Regions from separate parts of the Drosophila melanogaster genome. Here regions 2, 3 and 4 are each linked to region 1. A link is a contact called in public Hi-C and HiChIP or PLAC-seq data. All regions are on one chromosome and are shown on one strand. Each heading gives the region's core, a stretch centred on a gene start, on an enhancer-like site or on the middle of the called end of the contact. The rest is flanking DNA. Distances are from core to core; before and after follow the strand shown. Region 1 holds the start of Pdcd4 (Programmed cell death 4). Region 2 holds the start of Lsd-2 (Lipid storage droplet-2). Region 3 holds the start of lncRNA:SMRG (Scutellar Macrochaetes Regulatory Gene). Region 4 holds the start of lncRNA:CR44619 (long non-coding RNA:CR44619).

The links. A called contact is a pair of places that touch in the nucleus more often than the background predicts. HiChIP or PLAC-seq counts read pairs in DNA pulled down with a chosen protein or histone mark.
Region 2: a POLR2A S2P HiChIP or PLAC-seq map of the Kc167 cell line shows a contact between it and region 1, with 7 times the contacts expected there. The contact joins the promoter of Lsd-2 here to the promoter of Pdcd4 in region 1. A contact is called at or near these places in 2 of 107 Hi-C or Micro-C datasets (the Kc167 cell line and eye imaginal disc) and 2 of 6 datasets of contacts at active chromatin or transcription factors (both in the Kc167 cell line).
Region 3: a Psq HiChIP or PLAC-seq map of the Kc167 cell line shows a contact between it and region 1, with 5 times the contacts expected there. The contact joins the promoter of lncRNA:SMRG here to the promoter of Pdcd4 in region 1. A contact is called at or near these places in 3 of 107 Hi-C or Micro-C datasets (the D17-c3 cell line and the Kc167 cell line) and 2 of 6 datasets of contacts at active chromatin or transcription factors (both in the Kc167 cell line).
Region 4: a contact with region 1 is called in a Hi-C map of the Kc167 cell line, with 4 times the contacts expected there. The contact joins the promoter of lncRNA:CR44619 here to the promoter of Pdcd4 in region 1. A contact is called at or near these places in 7 of 107 Hi-C or Micro-C datasets (the Kc167 cell line, the ML-DmBG3-c2 cell line, the S2 cell line and 3 more).

Annotation. Positions count from the first base shown.
Region 1 is chrX:13,753,761-13,757,229 of dm6, reverse strand. It overlaps Pdcd4 (Programmed cell death 4), which reads left to right and starts at 1,824. Exons shown (of 4, transcript NM_001272604.1): 1 at 1,824-1,977. CG32625 reads left to right here and starts at 404. Exons shown (of 2, transcript NM_167381.3): 1 at 404-646; 2 at 715-1,066. The coding sequence starts at 470. The coding sequence ends at 972. Rtc1 reads right to left here and starts at 51. Exons shown (of 3, transcript NM_132691.4): 1 at 1-51. It also overlaps asRNA:CR43833.
Region 2 is chrX:15,074,313-15,077,781 of dm6, reverse strand. It overlaps Lsd-2 (Lipid storage droplet-2), which reads left to right and starts at 1,562. Exons shown (of 6, transcript NM_001298333.1): 1 at 1,562-2,034; 2 at 3,408-3,469. The coding sequence starts at 1,842. It overlaps lncRNA:CR44662 (long non-coding RNA:CR44662), which reads left to right. Exons shown (of 1, transcript NR_123908.1): 1 at 1-284.
Region 3 is chrX:12,678,748-12,682,216 of dm6, reverse strand. It overlaps lncRNA:SMRG (Scutellar Macrochaetes Regulatory Gene), which reads right to left and starts at 1,530. Exons shown (of 1, transcript NR_167813.1): 1 at 1-1,530. It overlaps Tis11 (Tis11 zinc finger protein), which reads right to left. Exons shown (of 4, transcript NM_001272561.2): 4 at 1-3,469. The coding sequence ends at 2,977.
Region 4 is chrX:12,750,146-12,753,614 of dm6, reverse strand. It overlaps lncRNA:CR44619 (long non-coding RNA:CR44619), which reads right to left and starts at 1,748. Exons shown (of 2, transcript NR_182242.1): 1 at 1,199-1,748. It overlaps lncRNA:Vinr (VSR interacting RNA), which reads right to left. Exons shown (of 1, transcript NR_182243.1): 1 at 1,265-3,469.

The DNA of each region.
Region 1 (3,469 bases), core at 575-3,074:
AAATTGATCGGCGCACGTGCGTTAAAAGAGGTAAACAACGTCTATCGCCGGACTATCGGTTATCGATATAGAACACAGTATGGCAGCGCTCCTTAGGGCTGTCAAGTGTTGGAATTATCGCATTTAGTAAATAACATAATAAATTATTTACAAATGAATATATTTCAGAATGCATTTTTATAATTTACACAAGCACTGCAAACAATCGAACGTTTGTATTTTTATATTATTATTTTAAGAAAAAAAAATACTGCAAGCTTCTATTAAAAATACCAAACGCTGTAGGAGATTTGAATAGAATTGTTGTTGCGAAATTCTCTGCTCATTTTGAAAAAAATACTGCAAGCTTCTATTAAAAATACCAAACGCTGTAGGAGATTTGAATAGAATTGTTGTTGCGAAATTCTATGCTCACTTTGAAGTTGACGAAGGGGAAGTTCGCAGAAGGCGAACAAAACTAGTTGTAAAAATGTCTGCGGATCCAAAACTTTATGAATATGTCAATTGTCCCAACTCTAGCTCGCATTTGGTAATGCTGTTTAAAATGCCCTACCATTTGCCGCTTTGTGCCAAGAAATTTCCATCGGACGAATTAGCTCGCTGTCCATATAACAGAACCCATATGTACCCTATTGCCGATATATATGTAGGTTATGAATATATATTATATGTATGTAAGCAAATATTAAATTCAATTGTTTATCCCATTTGCAGGAACATATCATCAAGTGCCCGAGCTACTTACGCGAGGAGAGCCACAGCGACGCAAAAGAAGATGCCAAGGACTGTGATGCCAAGGAAAGTGATGCCAAGGACTGGGATGCCGACCCGCCGGTTTCGACATATGATCCGAATATCCACTGTGAGAAGAACCCTATCATTCGTCGTCTGCACGGAGCTACGCGCTCCTCTCGCCGGGCATTCCGCGAAAAGGAACGCAAGCGATTAATGGATTTGAATACTTTTCCTTAATCTATGAACATACTTACTTACTTACATACATCATATGAATACATACATATACATATACAACATACATACAAATAAACATATTTCATACATTTCGAAAAAGGAGCGTTTTATGTTAGCATAGATCAGCGTTTATTTAAAAATGTATTCAAATTAAAAATTAATAAGAGTTAATTCAAGGAATCTTCAACATATAATTTCATAAATATTCATATGGTAATTAAAATTACAAATAAGAGAGCCACAATTGGCGGCAATTTTGTTTTTTTTTTTTGCTTTCTGCCGCCACTTGGAAATGTACAGCAATTCCTGTTCAATATTTACTTCGTTTTCTTTTGCATCGCTTTCTGCCGCCAATTGGAAATGTGCTGCAATTTGGGTTATGTAGCTGCCCGCCCTGTTCAAAAATTCCTGGAAAATAAGATTTTACTGAATTGAATGTTTTTAAATCTTGATAAAAAGGTAAGATCATTGGGCGAGTATATATATACATCCAGTGAGTGTGTAAATAAAGTAATGTTTCATTGTTTTTACTAAATATGCATATGTTTGCTTGTATGCATTTCTTTCCTTTTTCTTTTAAAAACTACTTCTCTGAGATGCCACTCTGTTGGACCATTCCCAGAAGCCATCAAAATTCAATAAGTTTCGTTTATCTTAGTTTTCCTCATAGGCAGGCTTACTACATAGGATTGAATTTGTATTTACATATATTTGCAAACTTTTTAATAAACTTCCCCGTTTTAAGGGGAAGCTTCGCCAAGTGCGCTTTTATAACCCACCACCTTACCAGAATCGAACAGTCTGGCAGCACGGTCTCGCCGAAAAAGTATAAAAACCCACGTCTCGTCGCTCTCTGGTTCAGTCGAGTTGAGTTTTCACGGCGTGAACAACAGTGTGCGTTATTGGTTCCTTATTCTGCGGTTCTTCAATCCTTTTTGTTCCAATCCTACTGAAAAAGAAATCAAAAGTTCACATCGTTAAGCGGCAAAAACAACAAAAGCGAAGGTGAATAAGGCATAAAAAACAGCACACGCAACTGAATAGTTGTGGGTGTGCGAGTGTGTGTATGCGCGTGTGAAGGAGCCTTTTAGTAAACACTCACACACTTGTGTATTTTTTTTCTGTGAGACACAAGATATTTGAGTGCATTTTTTGCCATTTGCCTTGCCAACCCCTCTCCCCCGCACGCATATAAGAAGAGAAAGAGAGGCAGGGAAAAAATAAAGGAGCCCACGAAGAAAAGCAACAACTATTAAACAGGCTCCTCATCGTATAAAAGCAGCGCAGCCGCCGTCAACGTCAACTGCAGTGGGCCAACGTCGTTGCAGTCGTGTCGTTAGTTTTTGTTCTTGTTGCAGCAGCAGCATCAAAGACAGAAGTAGAGAGAGCGAGCGAAACAGCCGGAGAGACAAAACAAAAAGCACTTAGGTAAGTGGCAAAATAAAAAAAAACGCAGAAACAGCAGCAGCAGCAACAACAACATCGATCTTGACGAAGACCAATTCAAAGAAGCAAGCGAAAAAAACTGCCGGCGAATGCGAATATAAAAGCAAAAACGAAATTACAGTCGCGGTCACAAAATTATGCCATATTAGATGATTTCAATAAAAATAGGTGAAATTTAAGAATTTGTTGATGCGCGTTATTTGCTCCAATTGGAAAACGTTGGTCTACGTGATAAAATCAACCGGCACACACGCACGCACCCGAAAATTCGAGAAAAACTGAAACGAGGAAAGCCGAAACCGAAAAAAAAAACAGCTGCCCACATTGGATGGGGGGTGAATTTGTTTGTTTTTTTTTCTGCCTGCCAAACTTGTTCCTTAGGCTTTTTGATTTTATTTTCGTTGTCTCGAGGTTTATTTGCATTCGGCGCCCCGTCCAATGTTTCCATGTCATCCGATTTTGTTTTCCCATATTATCTACCAGAATTGCTGGCTCACAGTGGTGGTACAATTCACTCTGCATAATTAACGATTATTTAAGTATTTAACAAAATCAGATGCAAATGCAATATGACCTAAAGTATAATATGACTCCAAACCCGAGATGTGTTATTAGAAGGGTTCTGGACGGGGAATTTTGCAAACAATTCCAGGCAAAATACAAAAAAATTTCAATTTTTCTGGTTACTGGATGCCAAACAAATACAGTTCTCAGTTTATAAAAGGCATAACAAAACCATCAAATTTATTCTGTAGTTTCAAAAAGAGTGGGTGACACAAATTGGTTTTTAATTTCTTTTATATCTATTTATGCAATTCATGTGCGCCTAATAGTTCGATCTCTTCTGTTAAAAAAAACAAACAACAGCATTCAATGGTGAGAACGTCTCTGCTTCTTTTTCTTGTTCTTTTTATTGGACATTGCTTATGTATTTTATTTTTTGCGAAATGTTTGCGACGCAATTTCGACAGCGTCACTTTATTTTTATGCTCTTTTCCATCGCTCCTCTTTATCTCTCTCTCCACTTCTTACAAACTCAACCTTTTCCTGA
Region 2 (3,469 bases), core at 313-2,812, 1.3 Mb before region 1:
GCATGCCGAACAAACGTAGGCACTGTCTCTCTTCTTTTCCCAAATTTCTTTCTTTCTCTTCAGCTCTCTTGTTTTCTGAACAGAATAATTGGACCCCCCTCCAAGGACAACACAGAAGAATTGCACTATGAACTCTGCATAGATCGGGAAAAAATGATCAAAATTAGTTTGATCATGATAGAAGAATTGTTTATAATTTGATAATGGTACATTCTTTCACCTGATTTTCTAATTATGTTTTACCTCGAAAATAAAGATAATGAAAATTGTTTCAAAACTATTTTAAGTTTCATTTAAAACAGATATAGTACACAATTGTACTTATTTCAAACAAAGCGTTTGTACTATAATAATTCATCATAACAATTTAAGTGTACTGTTCAAAAACTATAGTACATTTATTCATATTATAATTACAGTTTGTCAAGAAACTGTTTACACACTGTGAAATAAGTTGAATTTTTGACTTTAAAGCTAAAAATTAAGTGTTTTTTGCTTAATTAAACGCAATTTTTGTATAAAATAAAATTAAACAGTATTTATTTTACTTATAAATCAAAAAATAAATTAAATATAATTTAATTAAATATAAAATAATAATTCGCTTCAAGCAAAGTCAAACAAATTTCATTAGAAGCGTTGTAAAAAGCAATGCAAAGCCAAAAATAACGGAAAAATCGAGTTCGTTCTAAGAAAAAGAACAAAACAAAGTAGGAAAACAAAATGTGTAAAGAGTTTCTTGACAGTCTCAAAGGTGTGTAAACTTGGATTATGTTGTTTATTTTCTTGTATATTTAATATTTTAATATTTGTTTTTTGATTTATAAGTAAAATAAATATTGTTTAATTAAATTTTATAAAAAAAATTGCGTTTAATTAAGCAAAAAACCTTTAATTTTAGCTTTAAAGTCAAAAATTCAACTTATTTCACAGTATGTAAACAGTTTCTTGACAAACTGTATATGGGGTCCTCAAAGAGAGTCCTAATCTCAAACTCTCGCTGATACTGCTTTGGCGCTCTGCTCTCTTCGCAGCGAAGCTATCTTACAGCAGCAAACGATCTAGCTATTTTCAAGATATATGTTGCAAAGAAATGTTCCTAAGCTCATTTATATTATTTGGTTATTTTAACCTTTTTATTTGTTTAGCACTGTTTTTTCACTGTCTGCGATATTTTATTACATTATTATTATTTATTACTCAACATTTTTGATAAACAAATTTGTGTATGGTTAAGTACACAAGTTCGAAGATTTTAATATTATAATTATATTTTGTAGTAATCGTGCTTGTCAAAGCTCATGGTTAAATTTTAATAATACAAAGTGTATTATAGCCACATGACCCTTGACTAGGCATAAATCTTGGAAAAAACACACTGCGGTTTGAACAAAAAGTAAGCTCTATTGGTAAAAACTGTACTTTTTAGCTATTTGACTAAAATTTCCTCATCCACTTCTTGCCACCTGCGGCATCACTGTTGCTCATAGCTTTTTGTTGCTCGGCGCTGGCAACACTGGCGGCGGCACTCGCTCATATAATAAACCAGCCGCGCAGCTCGCAAATCAGTCAGAGAGTCCCAACGAGCAGACGTGAGCAGACGTGCCAAAAAGTGCTAGGAATAAAATAAAACAGAGTGCTTCCAGAACGCAGACACACGCATACCCTACATTCACACACTCACTCGCAGGTTAAGCTGTTTTTTTGTTCGTGAAAGAAAAGAAGCAAGAGGCGAAAAGAAAAGTGCGGTGGCAAGCGGAAGAGCTTGATAGCGAAAGACAGAAAGAAAAAGTGAAAAGGGCAGCAGAAAGCAGCGCAAGAGGAACCAAAGAAAACTGATCATGGCCAGTGCAGAGCAGAAACACGCCACCGGGAACGGAACAACTGGCAATGGAACGGCGATGAACGATGTGGACCAGCCCAAGGATGCCAAGGACCTTCTGCCGCACCTTGAGTCCCTCGAGAGGATCATCAAATTGCCCGTGGTAAATGCGGCATGGGACAAGTCCCAGGATGTCTATGGCAAAGTAAAAGGTAAGTGCAGCAAAGGAAAACAGAAGAAAATGAAAATAAGACCTCCTCCGGGTGCATTGAACTCGCTCAAGTCCCGTTACTTTGGCGCGCCTAACGGCACATATAGAGAATAAACGACCGGTGAAGGAGGAGGTAAATAGCAACAACAATTGCAGCGACCATATGCACTCGAAGCCGTAATCGAAACCGAAACCGTTGCTTTTTTGACTTTGCTTCGCCATTTTATTTCGAGTTGCAATTCGAACTCGAAACGCACATAGAGGGCAGAAACAACTTTTTTTTGTTCAACTTTTTTTTCGTTTAATTGGCCAGAAATTAAGCTCAATTGATATAAATTGATTGCCGGTCGTTCAATAATCGAAATCACAGCAACAACAACCATGACCTAGCAATAAGAAAAGCAAAAAGGCCGGCACTTTGCCCTCGTGACGCGTTGCGTTCAAAGTTCGCTTAAAATTTACATAATAATAAAACAATCTTGGCCAACGCAATAGAGAGCGCAAGAGAGATAGAGTGAGGAGAGAGAGAGCGGTGGCTGACGGCAAAAAGGCCACCGCACGTAGGCTGCAGCCGCAGAGGCGCCGTCAACAAAAGGGGGCTCGTTTTGACAAGAGGAAAAGCAAAGCAGACCCAATGGCAACGCCACTGGCACTGGCAGTGCTGCTCGATCTGACCAAAAGTTAAGCTAAACTTGCACTTTAATTATAGCTAAAATAATGTTACTAGTTTTCTTCTCAATATTGATCCCAGCCTAAGTTTGCCGATCGTAAAAGCACAGATCCCTGAAAAAACAAATACTTAATGCATTTACTAGACAATACCAATTACCGCTGTCGAATAAAGCTAGATTTGGCTGGAAACTAACTAAAGCGGGCAGCACTTATGCTAAGGGGCTCTTGGGGTCTCACCGTCAGCAGCAACGACAACAAAAATTCTAGTTGGACTTTCGACTTGTTTGTGATATTTCGCAGTTGTTGTTGCTGCAGTTGCTGGGACTGGAATTGGAATGGATGATGTGTTTGACGAGTGACGAACTATCAAAGTCTAAACTGGCGGGCCCCAGACAGATAGAATGTAGGGGTCCAAGGGGCCCTGGGGTTCGTGAACTGCGCAGTTGCTTATCAGCCAGAAATGCTACATATTTATTATTACTATTATTATTGTTATTGTTATTATTATTACGGTTGCAACTGATAAGCGCGCTCTTCGTACTTGTGTCACATGTGTGGGGTATTACTACACAATTCTAGAAATTCTAGAAGTTCTAGATCTCTAAATTAAACAGGCTGTTAACTTTTAAATTAAACTTATACTAAGACATATAATTTCCAATCCGTATTTTTCATCGTAATGTGAACTACTCATATTTTCAGGCAAAAATCGTGTCTTCGAATGGGCTTTAACGGCGGCCGAGGATTGTGTGACGCGCGCGGTG
Region 3 (3,469 bases), core at 281-2,780, 1.1 Mb after region 1:
TATATAAATAGTGTATAATTCAACTGGCATTACATTTCTTGTTTTCCTCTGTTTATCGATCGTTCAAGAGTACCAACCACATTTCAGTTTAGTTTACTTAATGATTTTCTTAGAAGGAAGACGACTTGGATAAGAGTTAAGAGTAGGGTTTCATTCCGATAAGGCCACGTTTGCTTCATGTGTGGGGCACGGATTTAATTTAGTTGTGTTTTGCTTTTCTTTGTTTGTTGTACAAAGGGAAGAACGCGTTAAAAAAAAAAATATAAGAATAATCATCATGATGATAACCAAAGCTCAGGTCTAAGTTAGGCTTTTTAAAAAATTAATTAGAGCAAAAAAACAAAATATTATATATAAGTATGTTAAATATAGGTATTACAGTAAACTTTTGCACGCTGCCATAACATTCCAATCGGTTCAATTTCGATTGCAATACGTATTGGAGTACGAAAACAATGGGTTTTTTTGCGATGGGAAGTAAAAATCAAAGTAAGCCGAAAGTATAATAAAATAGACTTTAATATAATAATAAATAATTAATATGCCTTTTGCACTCCGTCTCTGCGTTTCCTTTTCCATTTCCACAAGACTATACATAATTTGTGTTTGTGTGTATTTAATTTATACATAATATTAACGATAAGGCACTTTGAGAATTATTTACCCCCCTCGTTTGTGGTGCACACAAATTGATAAACACACTTGGAATTTGCTCTTTCACCGGCCGTTTGTTTGTTTGTTTTTTGTATTTTTTTTGTGCTTTAAGTCATGCTTAAAATTTTTGCTGCTGTTGGTCGTAATGTAACTTAAATACGCCTAGTGAAAGAGATAATAATAAATAGGAGTAATTATATATTTGATTTAGTTTGATTTGAATTGCATTTCAGCAATTGTTTCAATATAAATTATTTGCACAAAAAAAAAAAAGGTCGCTGTATACGGATTACAGTTTACATATTTATACATATAAATTTCAATAGGTCAGAAAATGTGTACAAAATAATTTAAATATTTGTATTAAGTTTCTATTTTGTTTGCTCAGTTTAGTTTAGTATTTAAATTTCTAACACTGTACTCAGATTGCTTTTTGTTTTTTTTTCGCTTTCCGGCCTTTTATAAATCGCTTTTTCTTTCAATTTTACCGACGCATACAAAGATCGACATTCGTATGGTTTTCCCTACATAAATATTTTAAATAAGCTTTTTTTTGTTAAGGTTTTTCCTTTCCTTTTTCCGTTTTTTTATTACATATGCATTTACTTCATTATCATCGACGTAAGCATAATTATAATATGGTTTTATATAAGTTTTATATAAATAAAGGCTCTCTCATAACACTAAAATTATATAACTGCACCCAAAAATAGAAGAAATCAAGAAGAAGTTGTAAAATAAATTAAATAAAAATAATATATAATAAACAAAATGATCTGTCGCATATACCATATAAAAAACATAAAATTATCAATGGTCAAAATATGTGTGTGTGTGTGTGTGTGTATGTGTGTGTGTGTCTGAGTGTGTCGCATGTGTTGTTTTCATAAATTATTAACATTAATTGCATATAAAATATATCTGGTATGTTTTATGTAAATAGATGTGAAAATAAATTATGGTGTTTAAAAATCAGCATTTCCATTTCATAGATCGATTTTAAAGAGTACAAAAAAAATCGTAGTCATTCAAACAAAAAATATATATATCAAATCAATGACAAAATTCCATTAAAAATGTCCTCTCAAAATGAAAAATTGTTGGTTGCTCGTTGGTTGTTGTTTTTGTTGTTGTGATTAGTTGCACGATTTGCAGAGGTATATCATCAATAATATTCATATCATTCAAGATCATCATTTAAACGTAATCATAGAGTAATTGGTAATTATAATTTATTATCTTTATCAAAATATTAACTCTCGTATGTACATAACGTTTTCTATTACATAATTTTTTAGCAAAAATAATAAATTAAAGAATTTTCGTAGCTTTCTTTCTGTCCGTCTATCGTTCTCATATGAATTGGATCGATTGATTGATTGATTGATTAATTGGCTTGGCTTGGCTTGGATTGGAAGACATCGGACCAACTCTCTATCTCGCTCTCTATTTATCCACATCAAAAGTTATATATACACAGGTGGTGGCCAAATATGCATATATATATATATATATATATATACATATCTATATATATATATACAAGCAGCCGGTAATCAATTTTTACATGAGACCTATCCAAAGTGTGTGCCGTATAAGTATTGAACAAAAGCGACAGGTGTGCGTGTGCATGGGTTTTACTAATGGATGCACTGCAGTAGTTTCTATAAATGCAGGAACGATTTTCACATTCGTCGTTGGCCGTGGGGTTTGTTGATTTGATTTGAGCAACATTCGCTGAAGATTCCCAAATAGTCCTTTTCGTTATCTCCGTCTTTGTATCTTGTCCAGTTCATAAGAATGTTTTGTTTAGCTATAGCATTCATGCTAGCTATGTTTTTTTTTTTTTGTTTTCTTTTTGTTAGTTTTTAGTTTTTAGTATTTAGTTATAGTTTAAGATCATCGTTTGCTTGGATTGTTTGTTTGTCATTTACGTATCTATCTAACTAATTGTCCCGTAGTAGTCCGTAATTCGGTCCTTCTCATATAACGATTATTGTATAACGATTACGTTTGACTGTCACAGCAATGAGAGAATTGATATCAAGGATCGGTTCATAATTAAGGGGTGTCTGTGTTTGGCGTATACTTGATATACACTTATTCTGCAACGAAGTTACGCCACCGGAAATCCATTTGCCTTGGCATATTTGCGTTTCAAATTGGACTGCGAGAGTAGTTTTGTTTTCAGTTTCCATGGTTTGGTCGTTACTGAGATTTTGTCAAGGATGCTGGTTTGTTGATGGAGGGATGCTTGGATGGGCGTGAGTTGGATGCTGGATGGTGTTTCAATTCAATTTTGTTTCGCAGACTGCCACGCGTTTAGAGTCCCAAATTGGACTGCTGCTGGTAGGCCTCCACACCGGAGCTGAGACGGTTGAAAACCGGCAACCTGGGCGTATCCTCCTGCTGCATCGGTGTGCTGACGCTCTTCTGCAGGAGCTGCTTGCTGCCAACGCTATTGTTGCCCGCTCCAGATCCACTGACCACCACATCGTACGGTGGCGGTGTATGCACTGGCGATATGGGCACATTGGGGCTCTCCGGCGGTGTAGCCGGTCCATGATGTCCCATTCCCAAGCCCTGACCGATGATCATGCCCTGGCCGATGCCCATGCTCATGCCCAGACCCATTCCAGAGGCCGATGATGTGGACGAGGCGGAACTGTTGCTCTTGGCGCCATTCGATGCCAAATATCCATGCTGCAGGGCATCGTGGAACGGGAAGCTGGTCAACGAGTTGGTGGGGCTGAGGGACAGTGATCCGGTGGGCGATTCCCGGTCCGATCCTGTGCTCATGCTCAGCGGTGGGCTT
Region 4 (3,469 bases), core at 499-2,998, 1.0 Mb after region 1:
TTTTTTATTGTAGCCCACTTTGGGGCCTTAAATTGTCTCCTTTAATTTCGCAAACTACCATGATTTTAATTCAATATCTCAGATAGTTTCAACAAATACTAATGGGTAAGCAACAAATGTAAATTAATCCATCTAATAATTAAATAATATGTACATTAATTTAAAACCTTTCTTTTGAATTTATAGCAGATGAATCCTGAACCTTCAATAAATCGCTTACGTTATTTCGACTCTGTCATGTGTACCAAAAAATCGAAGGGTTTTGGGTGGTGGGAATGAGGATAAAAGACATGTCAGTTTTGCTGAATGACGTCAAACACTCCGTTGGGCCAGGAACCTCCCCCTTTTTCCAACTTGAGACCTTGAACTTATCAATTCGAGACAAACACAGATATCAAACAATGGATGAATATGCTAGGAATGCGTTGGAATCTCTGTCTCCGCATTGTTTTATACTGTTATTATTCCAGAAATTATAAAATATGTACATATTTGGTTACGTCTTAATTGAATTGAATATGTCCATTCAGCTTACTTAAAGTTTAAAAGTGAAACAAGAAACATGCCCTACCTAAATCACTCACGTTATTTTGACACTCCCTTGTGGTTACGAACCTAAAATAGAAGATGAAGGGTATTGATGGGAGGGGGGGATATATTGGATGCCCATGAGATGTTATCCAGATTCACAGCGTGCAGGGTAATAGCTGGCAGGTAAAGGAAATAAAAAAAATCTTTTAGCACGTGGTGCACCCCGCTGATGTTCGCTGAATCTTAAGCGGATTATGAGACGTTAACCCCCTCTAGCTCCAACCCCTCCCCCAAACCATCACGTTGATTGACCCAGCTACCTTATAAACACTACAAGAATTTCGACCCCTCCATCCACACACACACACACACACACAAGCCGGCAAGTTTGTTTGCCACAAGTCTCCGAATTTTTTTTGCATGTCCAGCTTCGGGTTACGCCAGAATTCTACGCCATAAGCACCGCCCTCCTCGCCCCATACCATTTACCATTCCAAGCGCAGAAACCAAGCCCAAAAGGAAACCCAAACCCCTAAGAATTTCGCAGTCCACGCTGCGTATGCTTTCATTTTATTTCGCCTTTCATATTATTATTCTTGTTATTCTTATTTCAGACCCTTGCTGGCAACCCAGCTGCACTGTGACAAAAAGTTAGCTATTGCTATACGAAATTATTATTGTGCACTGTTCAGGGATGTGCGATATTTTTTTGTATTTTCTTCAAATTTCGATAATCATGTTTAAAATGTAACTGTTAGTTTCATGGGCTACTTCAGTTCATTTTAATTACAAGACATTTTTCTTTCGGTGTGCCTTCTGCTTTATTTATTTGTACGCTTTCGTTTGGTTTTTCGTTTCGCATGTTGCCCTCTCTTTTGCACGCATCAGACTGGCGTCTCAGTCGCTTGTCCCTCTTCATCATCATCATCTTATTCCTCTTCGTGTGTGTGTGTGCTTAAGTTGAATGTGCCGGTTTGTTCTGTTGACTTGTTGTTGCTGTCGTTGTTGTTGTTGACGTTGGTCGTGTCATGTTAACTGGTGAGCTCTCCCTCTCTCGCTCTCTCTTGCCCCTTTTACGTCTGCGCTAGTTATTTGGCATGCTGTTGTGCTTCTTCTTGCTCTTCCACTTCTGCTTCATCTTCGCATTCAAAAATATACAAACATACATATATGCAAACATACAGACAACTACGCAAACAACGTCAAGACAATGCGCAGTAGATAACAAATAGCCCTCTCCTTCTCACCATATCCACCTCTCCCTTCCGCACAGTCATACAAATGTATATATATGCACATATATAAATTACGTGAGTCTGTTTGTATCTATGGCAACACAGCGTGAGATATATAATATGACTATATGTATGTATGTATGCAATGAATATATGTGCAATGTGTGTGTGAGCGGTCTTATGCAGACAGCTGCTTTGTGTGTCAAATTGTAGCGAAAAAAATTGTGTTTTTTTGTGTACCAACGCGAAGAGGAAGAGATCTTGAGATGGCGTGGGACGTGAAGAAGAAGAAGAGAAAAGCGTGCAAGAAGAAGAAGCAACCAAGCGGTAAGCTGAAGCCCAGTGGCGAATTTTGGCAAGCCATGTGATTATTGGTAAATGAAATTTGCTGAATACCTAGCAAATATAAGCATTTTAATTTGATTTTCCATGAATGTTTATGAAATTAAAATATTGTTACACAAGTGAGAAAAAGAGCTAAACACAAAATTTTTAACAGAAACATGTAAGGGATTGGCATATATCAAAATTTATATTTCAAAATTTCATTTCAAGAACTCTTCAAATTGGTCACAGGGGTACCTGCTTTTTTGCAAACCGCTCTTGTTCTCTGCTCACACTTTTTGTGAACCAGTTACTGTAGCACAGTGGAACAGTGTTTAACTTAATCAAGATGTAGCTTACCAATATATTTATTATATAATTAATAATTGTGAGCACATTTTATATACATTAATTTCGCTCAAGCGGCATCTACAGTAATTCATTTTAATATTAATTTTTAATGATGATATTAATGAAATACATGCGTGTATTTATAAATAACCTGAGTATTGTCTTGAAATACCATAGACTTAAATGAATAGAAAATAGATGGTGGGTCACAGTAATAATATTAATTGATGCGCGAGTTGTCCCACTGTGCACTGTTGCCGTGCGGGGCTGCGCAAAAACAACACTGGACACTCTCTGACGCACTGGCTCTCTCACTTAACCACCTCACTCGTCATCTGACCGTCTCACTCACGCGTGCGACATTGCTTACTGTTTGTTTTTGTGTCTGCCGGCGTCGCTCTCTGGCGACTGCGCGTTTGCGGCGCCGCGTTGCCAAACTTCACTCGGCTTCGCTGTGTGAGTGCGAGTGTGTGTGTGTTTTATATCAGAAATTTCCATTTAATTTTTTTTACTTAGGTTTCCTTTTTTGCGTACCCGTACCTGTGTGCCTGTGACTATGTGTGTTTATTGGTATATAATTTCATGTGTGTATGTTAGTTACACTTTCAGCTGCTGTTTCCAAGCTTTTTTCTTGCCACTTCTTTTATTTTTACTTTGTTTTGGTTGCGTGTTTTTTGGTTTCTACGTCACACCTTTTTTCGAGCAAGCGAAAAGAAAGAGCAGGACGGAGAATGAGAGTGAGAGAGAGAGGGTAAATTACTGCATAGGCCTGCGAAAAATTGGCAGCAAAATCTCAGACGAGGGTTGTTTTATTTTATTTCATTTATTTTTCCACATTTTTCGTCGACTTTTTCGCATAGCCACAGGTGTCGTTGCGCAGTCGACGTCGACGCCGGCAGTGTAGAGCGAGCAGAGCGACTGACTGTCAATCTGTCAGGTTCAGCGCTCAAGAAAATAAGAAAAAAATAGTTAAATAAACAGCAGCAAAAATTTTACGCAAAAATATACTTTGCACCTTTGTGCAAATT